Linked DNA regions of Rattus norvegicus: region 2 is linked to region 1. Evidence: chromatin contacts called from public Hi-C data. All regions are on one chromosome and are shown on one strand. The core of a region is the stretch at or near the end of the contact, and the rest is flanking DNA. Distances in the headings are between cores, read along the strand shown.

Region 1 (6,466 bases), core at 3,017-5,516:
TTTAGTTCCTAGCACCCACGTGGTCACAACTGTCTGTAACTCCAGTTCCAGGGGATCTGACAGTCTCACACACTCACATAAGCACACCAATGTACATAAAATAAAAATAGATGAATCATAGGCATAGATTCTGGGAAGGCAGGATGGGTTAGAGCAGTGGTTCTCAACCTGTGGGTCTCGACCGCCTGGCAAACTTTTATCTCCAAAAATATTTATAATTCATAACAGTAGCAAAATTATAGTTATAACGTAGCAACAAAAATAACTTCATAGTCAAGGGTCACCACAACATGAGGAACTGTATTAAAGGGTGGAAACAGTAGGAAAAGTTGAGAACCACTGGGCTAGAGGCAGAAAGAAGGGAGAAGAAAACAGAAGAAGCCCCGGGGTGAGCCTCATCCACTCACAGGACCTCCCAGTGGTGGGGAAAGGGACCAGAGTCCAAGGAGCATACCAGGTACCACTGCTGAGGGAACTTGGGGTCTGTGGGCTCCTGATACACGTCCCTCTTGGCCCTTTGCTTGGCTACCTGCTGCTCCAGCCACTTCACCTAGGAAGACGGTAGAGGTGTGGGGGTTGCAGAGTGAGGGAGACTCAGAACAGAAGGGGGTGGCAGCCGGAAGGGCCAGGGCCACACTTACTTGAGGCTCCCTCTGTAGCCGGCTGTGCCGCGGGCGGTGAGGCGACAGGGACCGCTTTGTCACTGCTCTGTGCCAGAAGTGGTAATAGTCACCGAAGATCTACAATAAAACAGTGAGTCTGAGATGGGCCCTCCATCTGCCAGTCCCTGGGGGAGGCAGAGATGGGGGTGGACAAGGCTGCTGGGGAAGCTCACTAAGGCAAGCGACTGGGGGGGGGGGGGATCTGTTCCCTGCTTAGGACCCACAGGAACATGCAGGGGATGATAGGGCCACCATCATTGAGATGTGCTGGCTTTTCTAAGCGACCTATAGGAAAACCCACAAAGAGGACAATGCCATGGATCCCATTCCACCAGTCACTTGGAACCTGCCCCTGACCAGATGTCCTGGAAGACAAATACGATTTCTCCTTTAAGGTTTGAGAGTCTCTGCCCTCACTCCCACTAGGGAACGTCCCGAAGTCACAAACAGGCCAAGTTAGAAGCCCACCTGGCCCAGGTTGTGGAACCCATGCTTCCGTGCCACACTATCAGCCACAGCTGGGCCTCCAGAAATGTGCACAGCCCACGTGTTGGTGAAGATCTTCTGGCCGCGAGCTTCAGCTGCTAGCAGGACCAAGGCTCCTGCTGCTGCTACCACCCATAGCAACCAGGGTCTCAGCTCCATGGGGGGGCAGGTGACTGGGACCCCAGAGCTCCGTCTCCCTGGCCTGGTCACAGGGCCTTGGCTGCCACGTGCCTGCTCACTGCCAGGGTCCCGAAGCTGACTGGGGGGGGCATGGAGCCGAGGTGGGTGGGGCTGGAGGACAGGACGGGGGCCAGATCTAAGGGAACAAGAGGAAGAAAGAAGAGTTAGTCCTCTCTGTCACACACTGATGCCGCCCTTCCTATCCTCAAGGCTGAGTCAGGGCCTAACAGGAGTTTCAAGGGAGATGGGTAAAACAAACACCTAAGGGGCTGGGAAGATGGCTTAGTAGGGACAGTTACTGCCACCCAAGCATTAAAACCTGAGTGTGGAGTCCCAGGACCCACAGGAGAAGGTAGGCTTGGCAGCATGTGCCTGCAACTCCAGCACTTGGCAGGGCAGAGACAAGGACCCCTGGGGCTGCTAGCTGGGTCAACCTAGCCAAACCTGCAAGCTCCAGGTTTGGTAAGAGACCTGTCTTAGTCCCCTTCTCCACCCCCAACCCCCCTCCCCCAAACAAAGTCAGAAACACTGGTCAGGGCTGGAGAGATAGCTCAGTAGTTAGGAGCAAGCACATTCTGCTCCTGCAGGGGACCAGAGTCCTCACCCTAGCACTTGTATTGGATGGTTCACAACTGCTTGTAACTTCAGCTTCCAGGGATCCAGCCCCAGCCTCAACAGAGACAGACAGACAGATGGACGGACACACACACACACACACACCAAACCCCTAAGTTGTCTCTGTAAGATATCTAGTACATATCCCTAAAGGTCGGCCAAACAAGACACATGGACCCACAGTCTCCCCTCCCAAGCCTTTCTCCATCAAGAATATAATCAGGGCTTGAGTCATTCAAAAGAAAAAGCAAACAATGACCAAAGAAAGAAAGATACATTATCAAATGGCATGCACACACGATTCCATTTTGTTTTCTTAAAATTATGCATGCATATTTATAAATAACCAAAACAAATCTGGAAGGATACAAGTTACAATTTAACAATGGCTCCTTGGAGATGGTGAGAATTACGTGTAGTAATTGTTACTTTCTTTGTGCTATTGTATGTTCTCAAAATATTTAGGTATATTTTATAAAAGAATAAAATCTTGGCTCTTTAAAAATTGAACAGGGTCTACCCAACTCATTAGGGTGTCCTGGTTCAGCAAAAAGGTTAGATGTAGGGGCTTACTTGAGAGATTCTCAGTCCTTGGGAGGAAAGAGTGGGTATCTTAAGTTGGGATGGAGGCTCAGAGCCATGCTCTGAGCATGAGGGATTCCAGAGGTTTCGCCGCCCTCTAGGGCTGAAATGACGGCCATCTTTAAAGGCAGGCCCAAGCTGTTTCCTGGGCAACTTTGCTCCTGCTAGTCCAGCCAGGCTTGGGTTTAGAAGTCAGAGCTGCCCCCTGGCTTGTTCCAGGCCCACCACCCACCACCTTGCGTAATCTGAGCCAGACTGCCAGGGCAAACACTGGCTGCTGCGCCAGGAGCACCAAGGTGAGGCTGAATCAATAGCCCTGAGTGGTGTTTTTCCTCCTTCAGCAAACAGACAGCAAGACCTTTCTGCCTGGGGCCACATAACTGTCCCCATAGAGGGCCCCGACTAGTCACAAGCCAAGCTCCTGGGGTAGGTGGCAGCTAGGAGAGGTTCCAGTAGGCTGCTGGAGACATCCTCTCAGTGCCAGGATCCTGATACCCCTACCATTCCTGTGGCCCAGCCCTAGAAGTGGCTCAGCCAAACGGTAAAATGTAGGTACCTCAGCACACACTGCCCGGAGGAGCTGGACAGATCTGCTTGCCACTGGGAACTCCATGATTCTCCAGGAGCTGCCATGAGCTACAAGTCTCCCTAACTGCTGCCGTTTCACCCCACAGGCTGAGGGGACTCCACTCACAATCCTGGAGTATTTTCAGTTTACACCAAAATAACCCGACAGCTGATGGCAGGGGACATCAAGAGGCAGACTCCATGCCTGAAGGGCAGAGTCCAAAGGGCTCCAAAGACATGCCTGGGAGTTAGAGCTCCATGTCCCCCCACATAGAAACAGGACCCTCCACATCTAAAACCTCTTGAGTTTAGACATCTGCAGACTCCCTGCTCCGAGTTCTGAGACCTGCCTACAACTTCCAAATTACAGCTGGGTTGCTCTGGGGCTAGCCCAGGTTCCAGTAAACTATATAGATGGGGCCACAGAGACAGGACCTCCACCCCACCCCAAGGAAGATGATCTGCTTCCCCCGACACCTTGCTCCCAACTACGGTAAGGGTAGAATATGGATTCCAAACATCAGACCGTCCTGCCTCATGATCAGACACATAGGAGGGCACACACACAACACATACATAACACACACACACACACACACACACACACACACACACACACACAAAGAGCTGAGAACAATGAATGAACAGGCTTCTCCCCACCCCCATCCCAGACTCTGACTCACCCTCTGAGTCCCAGTTGTCTCAAAACCAGGAGGCTGGATATATTTCTAGCCTCTCTGGGTCAGTCTTGCCCAGCACTCAGCGCTGGGCCTGACTAGAAAAGAGGCTATAGGGCTGTTCCTAGCTCTTTTCTTGGGCAAAGCTTTTTTGTCCCTCCCTAGAACCTACCAACAGAGATCACCACAACCAACCACCCAAGGAACTTACCCCCAGGTGTGGCTGCTGGAGACCTGGCTGAGGCAGCCACGGAGCAAGCCACTGAAGACTGCTGGGAAACCCAATCAGGTCTCTCTTTCCAGCAGAGACCCCAAGGCAGGTCCTGTTACAGGCACCTCCCATGAAATTTTAACTCCTAGTCCCTGTTCAACTACTGGTCCCTCGGAGATCTTACCCAGGTCATTTCCTCTCTCTGGGCCTCAGTTTCCTTGGTGGTGGAAAACTATTAAGTCAGAGGCTTTCAAACTTTTTTTTTAAGCCACGGAATCCTCTTTTTTAAACTTCAAATTTTAGATAGAAGTCCAAAACAGGAAACAAACACCTAATCTGTTTGACCACTCTCCTTTGCTGTGTCCACACCTGGCCGGCAGCCACAAGCCCTCACTGGGCCACATCACCTGCGTTGCCTTGGCACTTCCCAAGTCACAGAGAATCCCAGCGCTCCAGAGAGATGAAAGTCCACTTCCCCTAGGCGCAAAGACCTGGGGCGGTGGGAACGTAGACACTGGCTAGACTAGTGTCTGCTGTCAGACCTGTATGGCAAGCAGGCCGCCCCTCGGCCAGCCACCCGACGGGGGCAGTAGGGGCCTCCGCCAGGCCTCGGCAGGAGGCAGCCCAGAGCGAGCCTCCTCAAGCCGGCCTGTGCGCGCCCGCGAAATCCGCCCCCGACCGCTCCGGCCGCACAGGTGTGCAAGCCGGCCGAGGACCCCGTGCCCTACCAGGAGCGCGCCCCATCGGGCGCAGGCCCTAGCCGCCGGGGCCACGGAGAACGGCGGGCAGGCGGGAGCACCCAGAGCCCGAGGAATGCTCTGCCTAGCCCGCCCCAGCAGGGGCCCCGCCGGCGCTTCCTGAGGTCAGAGGGCTCGCCCCGGCCTCAGCGGAAAAGTACCGGCGCGGGCCCAAGCCCGGCGCTCAGGTGGGCTGCGCGGCTCCGGTCCTTCCACCGCGGCGGCAGAGAATCCGCGGCCAGAGCCCGGCGGCCGGCGAGGCCCGGGGCTGCGCCGCCCGGCTCCGCGCTCCCCCGCCCGCTCCGGGCCCGGCTCCCCAGCGCGCCGCCTCCCCGGCCCCGGGCCGCGCGCCCTCGCCGCTTACCCTGGGGAGCCGGGCGGGGAAACTTTTCCGGACGAGCGCCGCGGCTGCTCGGGTACCCCTCGGCCGAGCACGGAGCCCGGCGGCGGGGGCCTGGCTCGGGCGGTCCCCGCGCCCGGCAGCGGCGTCACAGCGCGCAGGCGGGGAGGCGCGGCGGCGCGGCCTCGGCCCGGCCGGCGACCAGGGCAAGGCTCGGCCTGGGCTCGGGCGCGGGCGGGGGGCAGCGGCCCGGCCGCGGCGGCGCGGCTTGTTTACTCGGGCCGCTGTCACGGCGGCGGCGGCGGCGGCGGCCCCGGCTCCTCCTCCTCCGCGCCGCGCCCCTCCCCCTCGCGGCGCCACCTCCGCGCTCCGCGGCCGCAGCCGGCCCGGCCCGTTCGCCGCCCGCCCGGGCCGGGCCGACGTTCTGAGCGCTCCACGCGGCGGGCCCTGCGGCCTCGGGGCGCCCTGTCTGCGGCTGCCAGCGGGGCTGGTAGGGAGCGTGGTCCCCGCGCGCCACCCCAGGCCCCTCGGACCGCGCCGGGTTCGGCTCTTGGCCCCGCAAACTCCCGGGCAGATGGTCTCGGAGACCCGGACTGGGAGCCTGCGGGCGAGATGGCGAGAGAAGGGCCAAGGATCGGGGGTTGGGGGGAGCCCAAGCTGTCCCTGCCTTCCCTGCGGTCCTGGCTTCCGAGTTCTGAGTTTGGGGGATAATCAAGGGAAGCGCCCTGGGATGGCGGACCTGGGGAAGCTCCACTCTCAGGTCGGACCTCACAGCGGCAGAGCAGCCCTCGCACCTCCAGCTAGAGGAGTCACAGTTTTATTTGCTTCTGTAGAGACAGGTGAATAAACAGAATAGCCACCTCCTTTCATGTTTGGTTTTGGGTTTTTTTTTTTTTTAATACTTTTTTTTCTCCTGGAACAACGGAGAGCTAGGCACTGGGCCAATCGTTCATTCTATCTTCTCCTTATGTACATTCTTTAATCCACATAATCCATTCAGGCTAACATTATTAATCCCACTTTACAGATAAGGAAACTGAGGCACACAAAGTTTAAATAATTTTCCTTAAGTTACACAACTTAGCAGGCCTCAGATTTGGCAGCACTTCATTCCAAACTACTTACAATATACCAGCCAGAGCCCTTCCCTCCCTGGGTTCCTGCCCTAGAAAACGGCTGTGCTACTTGGCGGAGGTCGACATTCTGCTTGAGCTGAGAAAGAAGAGGGGAAACGGGCCAAGATCTTCCCAGGCTGGGTTGTTCCAAGGTCGCCAGAAGTCTCTGCACATCCCTTCTTGCTCTCTGTGAGATAACCTGGCTACATGATCCTATCCTGTCCTCTTCCTGTGTGTCTCTAACACGGGTTCCTCAACAGTGATAGAAACAGAGGCCATCAAGCACTTCTAGAA
Region 2 (7,291 bases), core at 1,768-4,267, 140 kb after region 1:
CCGCCCCCCATTTTTCAGTACTTGAGATTATACCAGAACCCAGTGCATGCCAGGCCCACACCCTACCACTGAGTTATATCCTGGTCCTAAAATATCTCTTCAGCTCAGGCTGGACCTAGCTACATGTATGCATGTTTACATGCTATGTGTGTGCAGTCACATAGTAAAGCCAATTTGGCTAGACTGGCTGACCAGCAAGCTCCTGGCTTGTGCCTGATAAGATTAGAGTTTTATGCCACTGAACTGGCTTTTCTTTGTGGGTTCCGAAACACTGGTCTTCCTGCTTGTGAGGTAAAGTACTTTACAACTGAGCCACCTCTTTAGCCCAGATGCATCTTAGAAACATTGTCAACTACCAGACTGTAATTCAGCTGTGGTAAAACACTTGCCTGCCATGCACCAGGCCGTGGGTTCCATTCCAAGCACCACACAAGCAAAAAAGACAAAAAGAAAATCAACAAAACACACAAAGAGCTGGTGTGGTGACATAAAACTACAACCCCCAGCACACAGGAGGCTGAAGCAAGAGAGCCAGGTCACGGTCAGCCTGAGCCACATAGTAAAGTCTCAAAAACCAGGAGCTGAGGGTACCGTTCAGTCAGAGTGCTTGTATGCTATGTAGAAAACTACACTAAAAACTCTCAGCCACTCAAGTATGGCATGTTGTAAACAATTACCTAAGAAAATCTATATAGCTTATGTTATAACTAAAATGTGGTAAAAAAAAAAAAAAAAAAAAAAAAAAACTTGTGGAAAAAAAAATAGGACCATTCGGTTGGCTTGGGCAGAAGGAGTGCCTGCCAAGCCTGATAACCTGAGTTGAATCCCTAGGCCCCATATGGTGGGAGGGAATTGCAAGTTGTTCTCTGACCCCAACAAGCTCATGCACAAATAAATACGGTTAAAATTTTGTAATGAGTCAGGCAGTAGTGGTGCACACCTTTAATCTCAGCACTCAGGAAGCTGAAACAGGCAGATCTCAAGTTCAAGGCCAGCCTGGTCCACAGAGTAAATTCCAGGATAGCCAGAGCTACACAGAGAAATCTTGACCAGAAACCATCCCCTAATCGTCATCATCATCACCACCACCATCATCATCACCATTGTCATCATCAGTGACAGAAAGACAATATTATAAATGTGATGAGCATTTAAATGCTTGTTTTGGGTGTTGGAGACCAGGTCTCATACAGTCTAGACTGGTCTCAAATTCACTTTCAAGCCCTGATCCTTCCGTCCCCACCCTCCATGTGTGTGGATGGTAGGCTTGTACTGGCAGGTAGCTAGTTTCTGTTTCTGAGCCAGCCTTTCTAAGGCTGCTCTTAACTTTCTATTCTCCTGTCTTACTCAAAGTGCTGGGGCTATAGGTACAACCCACCATTCCTGGTGGCAGCTGATCTTGTTCTACAGGTAGGCAAGATACTCAGAGGCTTTTAGGCGCTAGACTGTACAGGTAATTTCTCAATTACTTTGGGCCTGGTAAGACAAAAAAGGCCTGGGAATATGGTTCTTGTCAGTAAAGTGCCTATACTACGAACATGAGGACCTGATTTCAGATCTCCAGAACCCACTTAGAAAGTCAGGTGTGGTGATGTGCATCTATATGCCAGCCCTGGGAGGCTGGCTAGTTTAGTCAGTAAGTGAGACTGCCCCAAACACTAAGATAGGAGACAATTGCAGAAGGTACCTCTGGTCTTCTTACACACACACACTTGCACAGACATGAACAAGGACACACTCATATCTCCATTCCCCACAAAAGACAAAAGGTAAAAATATAGAAAATAGAGCATGCCTCTCAATCAAGTTTAAGATGTTACATTCTGTCTGACAGTGGCAGCCTATGCCTTTAATCCCAGCACTCAGGAGGCAGAGGCAGTCGAACCTGAGTTTGAGATCAACCTGGTCTACAGTCCAAGTTCCCCGGCAGCCAGGGATACACAGAAAATTCCGTGCTATTCTCTTTTAAAGGTACACGTTTCAGAATATATACATTTTAAATAAAAGGGTTGGTGACATGGGTCTGTAACTCTTAACACTTGAGAGGCTGAGGCTGAAAAGATAAGAGTACAAAATCACCCTCAGCTCCACAAGTTTGAGCCCAGCCTGGACTACAAGAGACAAAACAAACAAACTGGCACTAATTCCCTATCTTGGGAACCTAAAAATCCCATTTTATCCAAAGAAAATTTAAAATGACTTTCAAACAGAAGAGTAGTCAGGCTAATAAAATGTTGATTCGACCTGGTGTGTCAACTCAGCACTGGATGATGGCTGAGGCAAGAAGATCCTTTCAAAGTCCACTACAGATTCAATTAAATGCATTACTCCCCGGGCGTCTGCCTCTCCCCTGCTCCACCTTGTCATCTCTCAGTCTTTCCCACCCCTGCCCCTTTCTGGGCAGATGGCAGGTGGAAGGCCGGTTCATCTCAATCACACAGTGACCTATGACAGTTAGAGGGACTGGGAGAGCCTGGGGCAGGGAGATATGCTTCGGAGCTGGGTAGGTCTTCTTCAGATCTTATCTGGCATCCAAGCTCACATGCCCTTTCGGCAAACGAGGTCTGAGCTACGGCCTCTCCCGGCTAAAAACGGGGCACTTTCACCTCTTCTAGAGTCTCGAAAGCAGGTATTGCTTTTAGGAGTCGTTGCAGCATTACACAAACTACGAGACGCAGATGAGATTAATCCTCGCGTGTGACAGACAGTAAGCAAGGTCCTAGACCTTAAGGAATATGTGGACAGTGAGACTCAAGCCTCGGCCGCCTAACGTGGTCTTTTCTGGGGCTCCGGGTCTCTACTTCTGTCTGGGCTTCTCTCCACAAGCAAGGATTGGAGGAACTGAGGCAGATGACTGGGGAAATGGCCGAGGTCTCGGGGTCTGGGCCTGGCCGGGCCGGGTGTAGCCGGTTACTCAGGGGAGCTACTACAGCCCTGCGTGCGCGAAACTCACCTCACCCAGGATCACGCCGCGCCGGGGTAAACCACAATCCAAATTCCGCGCGGGGACTCGGCCCTCCTGCGCCCCGCGCCGTACGCTTCGCGCCGCAAGAAGGATTATTCTGATTGGATGAGCCCTGAAGGATCCAACCAACACGGGGGCCTCTGGCTCCTGGCCCCGCCCTCTAGAGTAGCTGGGGCCGTATCAACCGAGCACGTAATGCCAAAGTCCAATCAGAATGCAACTAACGGGTCAGGTGACTATGGCAAACTACTTGGCTTCCGGCGTAGTAAGATTTTGTTTTGCTTTTTTTTTTCTAGTGTAGGGAAAGGCACCTGAAGCCCATGGCATGATAGAAATTTTTTAGTGTTTGAAGACAGCTGAGACGTGCCAGTTCCGGTAAATCAGGCGAAGCGTCTGTGGACTCCTTTTTTTTAGATCTCTTCTTGTGAAACTTCGGCGGTCTTCCATTGTTGACTGTCATTAATGGGGTCGCAAACTCAGATGCTTCAGCGGACATACACAATGCCTGAGTGTGAAGCTTTACTTCTAGTGGATAGTTGCCACCATGAATGCGGCCCTGTGATGCCTGATCTTCTATTTTTGTAATTTTTAGTTTTTTTCAGACGATACATTACATAGCCCAGGTTGGCCTCAAATGTCCACGCTATTTGTGTAGGAGAAGCTGACTTTGAACTCCCTATCCACACCTCCCAAATACGAGGATTACATGTTCCACAATAGTGAACTCTTGTTAATTCTTTTTCTCTTCCTACCCTGTCTTCTGTCTTTTACCCTCTTTTAAGAAGGGATAAATTCAAACTGTTACAGCAATGTGGAAAACAGTACAGAGGATTCCAAAGATACTAAAAATCATCGCATGACCCAGACATATCACCTCTGGCATGTACCCAAAGAAAATTAATAAATAACTTTTTTTTCCTTTTTTTTTTTCGGAGCTCGGGACCGAACCCAGGGCCTTGCGCTTGTTAGGCAAGCGCTCTACCACTGAGCTAAATCCCCAACCCATAAATAACTTTTTTTTTTTTTTTGGTTCTTTTTTTCGGAGCCGGGGACCGAACCCAGGGCCTTGCGCTTCCTAGGCAAGCGCTCTGCCACTGAGCCAAATCCCCAGCCCCCATAAATAACTTTCTTAAGCTATCTGCCTTCCCTTATTCATTGCGGCATAACCCACAATAGCCAAGATATGAAAATAAGCTGTCAGGGGAAAGAGTGGAAATCCACAATAGAATAGTAATCAGCCCAATAAAAGAACCAGATCTTACCATTTGCTACAATATGGATGAGCTTGAGGGACATTATGCTAAGTGAAACAAGCCAGACACAGAAAATTATTATTGCATGATCTTTTATGTGGGAGCTTTATAAATATTCATATCTACAGAAAACTGGTAGAGATGTGGTTTAAAGGACACCTAAGGTGAAAATATCCAGAGATACAATATACAATATGCAAGTCCTATATATTGCATTTGTGCTAAATTATTACGATTTACAAAAACTGAGGAAGGATAGCCACAGATGATGACTAAATTCATTTGTTTCATTATTGTAACTTTTTTACTATCTATGTGTCTGCATTTGCAGGCATCATGTGGACAAATTGATACAATGTTTTAAAAGCAAGGTCTCTTTCTGTAGCCCTGGCTAGTCTGTTACTTAATTATATAGACCAAGATGGCCTCAAACTCAGAGATATCTGCCTGCCTCTGCCTGCCTCTGCCTCCTGAGTGCTGGGAAGTCCAGGCATGCCTTGAAATTTCTTCCTTCCTTCCTTTCTTTCTCTTTCTTTTTCCTTTCCTTTTCAATTTCTTCTCTCTCTCTCTCTCTCTCTCTCTCTCTCTCTCTCTCTCTCTCTCTCTCTCTCTCTCTTCCTTTCTTTCTTCCTGAGACAGGGTTTCTTTATGTAGCCCTGGCTGTCCTGAAATTCACTCTGTAGATCAGGCTTGTTTCAAACTGAAATCTGCTTGCCTCTGCCTCCCAAGTGCTGGCCTTAAAGATGTGTAACACTACTGTCCAGCTCTGCATTGAAATTTCAATGTTCTTGCCTTCCGAGGAGCAGGCCTGCAGCACCAGACCCCAATAACTAAGCAGTTTTTAAATAGCAAATGGAAAAGCATACAGAATGGAAGTAAGGAAAAAATTATGAACAATCTACCAAAAAAGATTAGAACCAACAACCCTGGGACTCAAGTGGTAGCACCCAGGCAGTAAGTGTGACACTCATAACTTCCTGAAAGGACGCTCGGCTGAAGGCCTGCATGTCACATTCTCCTCTTTCCACTCATCTCCACTGCTCTTCAACTCTGTCCCTAGTCAAGTCACTGTGCTAGATGGGCTCTGAAGCACTACAGTTCATCCCAGCTCAGTCTGTCGAGAGGGACAATACATAAGTTAATATTCACAGTAGCAATACAAGTTAGCTGTGGCGGTGCATGCTTATAACTGAAACACTAAGGAGGTGGAGACAGGAGGATCCCCAGTTTGAGGTCAACCTGAAGTACATAGTCAGACCCTGTCTCAAAGCAGAACAGTAATAACCAATGTCATGAACATGCTAGCACAGGTGATGCTAACATAGCGGTATGCATGTACAGATGTGGAAGACCAGGAAAGACTGCAGAGAAGCTGCCCTGAAATTTGAGCGTAAGCAAAGGGCCAGCATGCTTCCATTTTTAGGCTTTTAAGCCTAAATTGGTCCTGCACTGCCTGTTCTAGGAATGGCAATCACGGCTTTGTTTCTGGAGGTCATTATAACTAGCTCATTATGTGTATGTTCTGCTCCTGAAACACTGAGTATTTTGCCCACCAAACTCCTCTTTTGGATGCCCCTGAGCTATAAAACCCTGTCTTCCTCACATCCAGGGATGCTCTCTAAAATCTCAACTTATGGTGAGACAGCCAGCTGGCCAGTCGAGGGTGCACCTCTAAAATAAATCATGCTTCTATTAGACAGTTGTAGATCCGGTCTTTCTCCTCATAATTTTCAGCCTTAACAGTAAGTAAGTCCAGGAAAACAGAGGAGGGATACAGTACACAGATAAAGCTCTGGATTCCATGTCCAGCATAGCCTCCTCACGCCTTCCTCAAAACTCAGCAAGATAGAAAGACAATTTGATGAAGTGCAAGAAAATAGAGGTGCAAAGCCAGACCCTGTCTCAACACAAAATGGTAAGAATCGAAGCCACGAACATGCTAACTCAGGTCTTGGTGTCAGCAGATACTTTACATCTGCATATACATTATCCTATCTACATTTGCAAGACACACCTACATATGCATGATCATATCTACATATGCAGGATCACATCTGCATTTACCTGATAAACCTCTGGTGAAAGGAAAGGGGACCTTATCTGAGTTTGGATCCCCTCTTGAGGTAAGTGGAAATTGTTGGGAGGACTTTGTGAGAGAAAGAGTGGGTGCCTGGTAATGTCATGTGCCTCAGAGACCGAGAAAAAGGAGGGCAGGGTTCTACATCCGAATATTCCATGGTTTTAACCAACCTTGCACATTTTTCTTTCCATTTTTTTTTTTGTCTATGTAGTCCTGGCTAACCTCGAACTCAGAGTTATGCCTATTTTTGTCTCATAGGTGCTAGGAATGAAGGCATGCACCACCACAACCAGACTGAATTTACTTTTTATTTTATTTTATTTTATTTTTAATTAAAGCAGCACTTGCAGCTGGATATGGCCTGTCATACCTGTACTCCCAGAATTGAGAGTCTGAGGTAGGAGAATTGCCACAAGTTTGAGACCAGCTTGGTCTACAGAGTGCAGCCATGTCTTAAAATAAAACAATGACAGGAAAGCCTCTAACTGTCCATCTTTTGTTAGGTATTGTAATTTAGAGATGATTTCAATTATACTGTGGGCCTTGGAGTATAGTTCAAAGGTAGAGAGTACTTGCCTTGAATGCTCAAAATCCCCTGTATTGGGGATGGGCACACACCCATATTGTATAATCTAACAAGAAGACATATTGTGGGCTATCTACCAGAGAAGGATGCTTAATCGTGGGCTTACACCAATAGACTGTCTTTATTAGCTGGCTGGCAACCACACCAGGAATTCAGGATCCCAGTATAGCCCCAAGGCTTTCTCAGGGTGAACTTTTAAGCACAAAAACCATGTCTGGGTGGACATATTTCAGTTAGCCAAAGCAGCCAGAAGCAGAACTACAGAAACCAAAAGGCAAGGCTAATTCATTTAGAGACTTTCCCAGAACTACAGACATTGATGGGTTAGGCCTTTGTTCTCTATTTTGGCAGGTGATGCTGTCTGCGTGCTGAGTTTTACGGCCTGAATGGTGCCTCCATCATGGAGA

The links. A called contact is a pair of places that touch in the nucleus more often than the background predicts.
Region 2: a Hi-C map of kidney shows a contact between it and region 1, with 2.7 times the contacts expected there. The contact joins the promoter of Blm here to the promoter of Furin in region 1. A contact is called at or near these places in 2 of 12 Hi-C or Micro-C datasets (Schwann cells and kidney).

What each region holds. Positions count from the first base shown.
Region 1 is chr1:143,765,215-143,771,680 of GRCr8, forward strand. It overlaps Furin (furin (paired basic amino acid cleaving enzyme)), which reads right to left and starts at 4,267. Exons shown (of 16, transcript NM_019331.2): 1 at 3,981-4,267; 2 at 1,131-1,464; 3 at 642-740; 4 at 455-550. The coding sequence starts at 1,307.
Region 2 is chr1:143,902,193-143,909,483 of GRCr8, forward strand. Blm (BLM RecQ like helicase) reads right to left here and starts at 3,018. Exons shown (of 22, transcript NM_001426975.1): 1 at 2,954-3,018.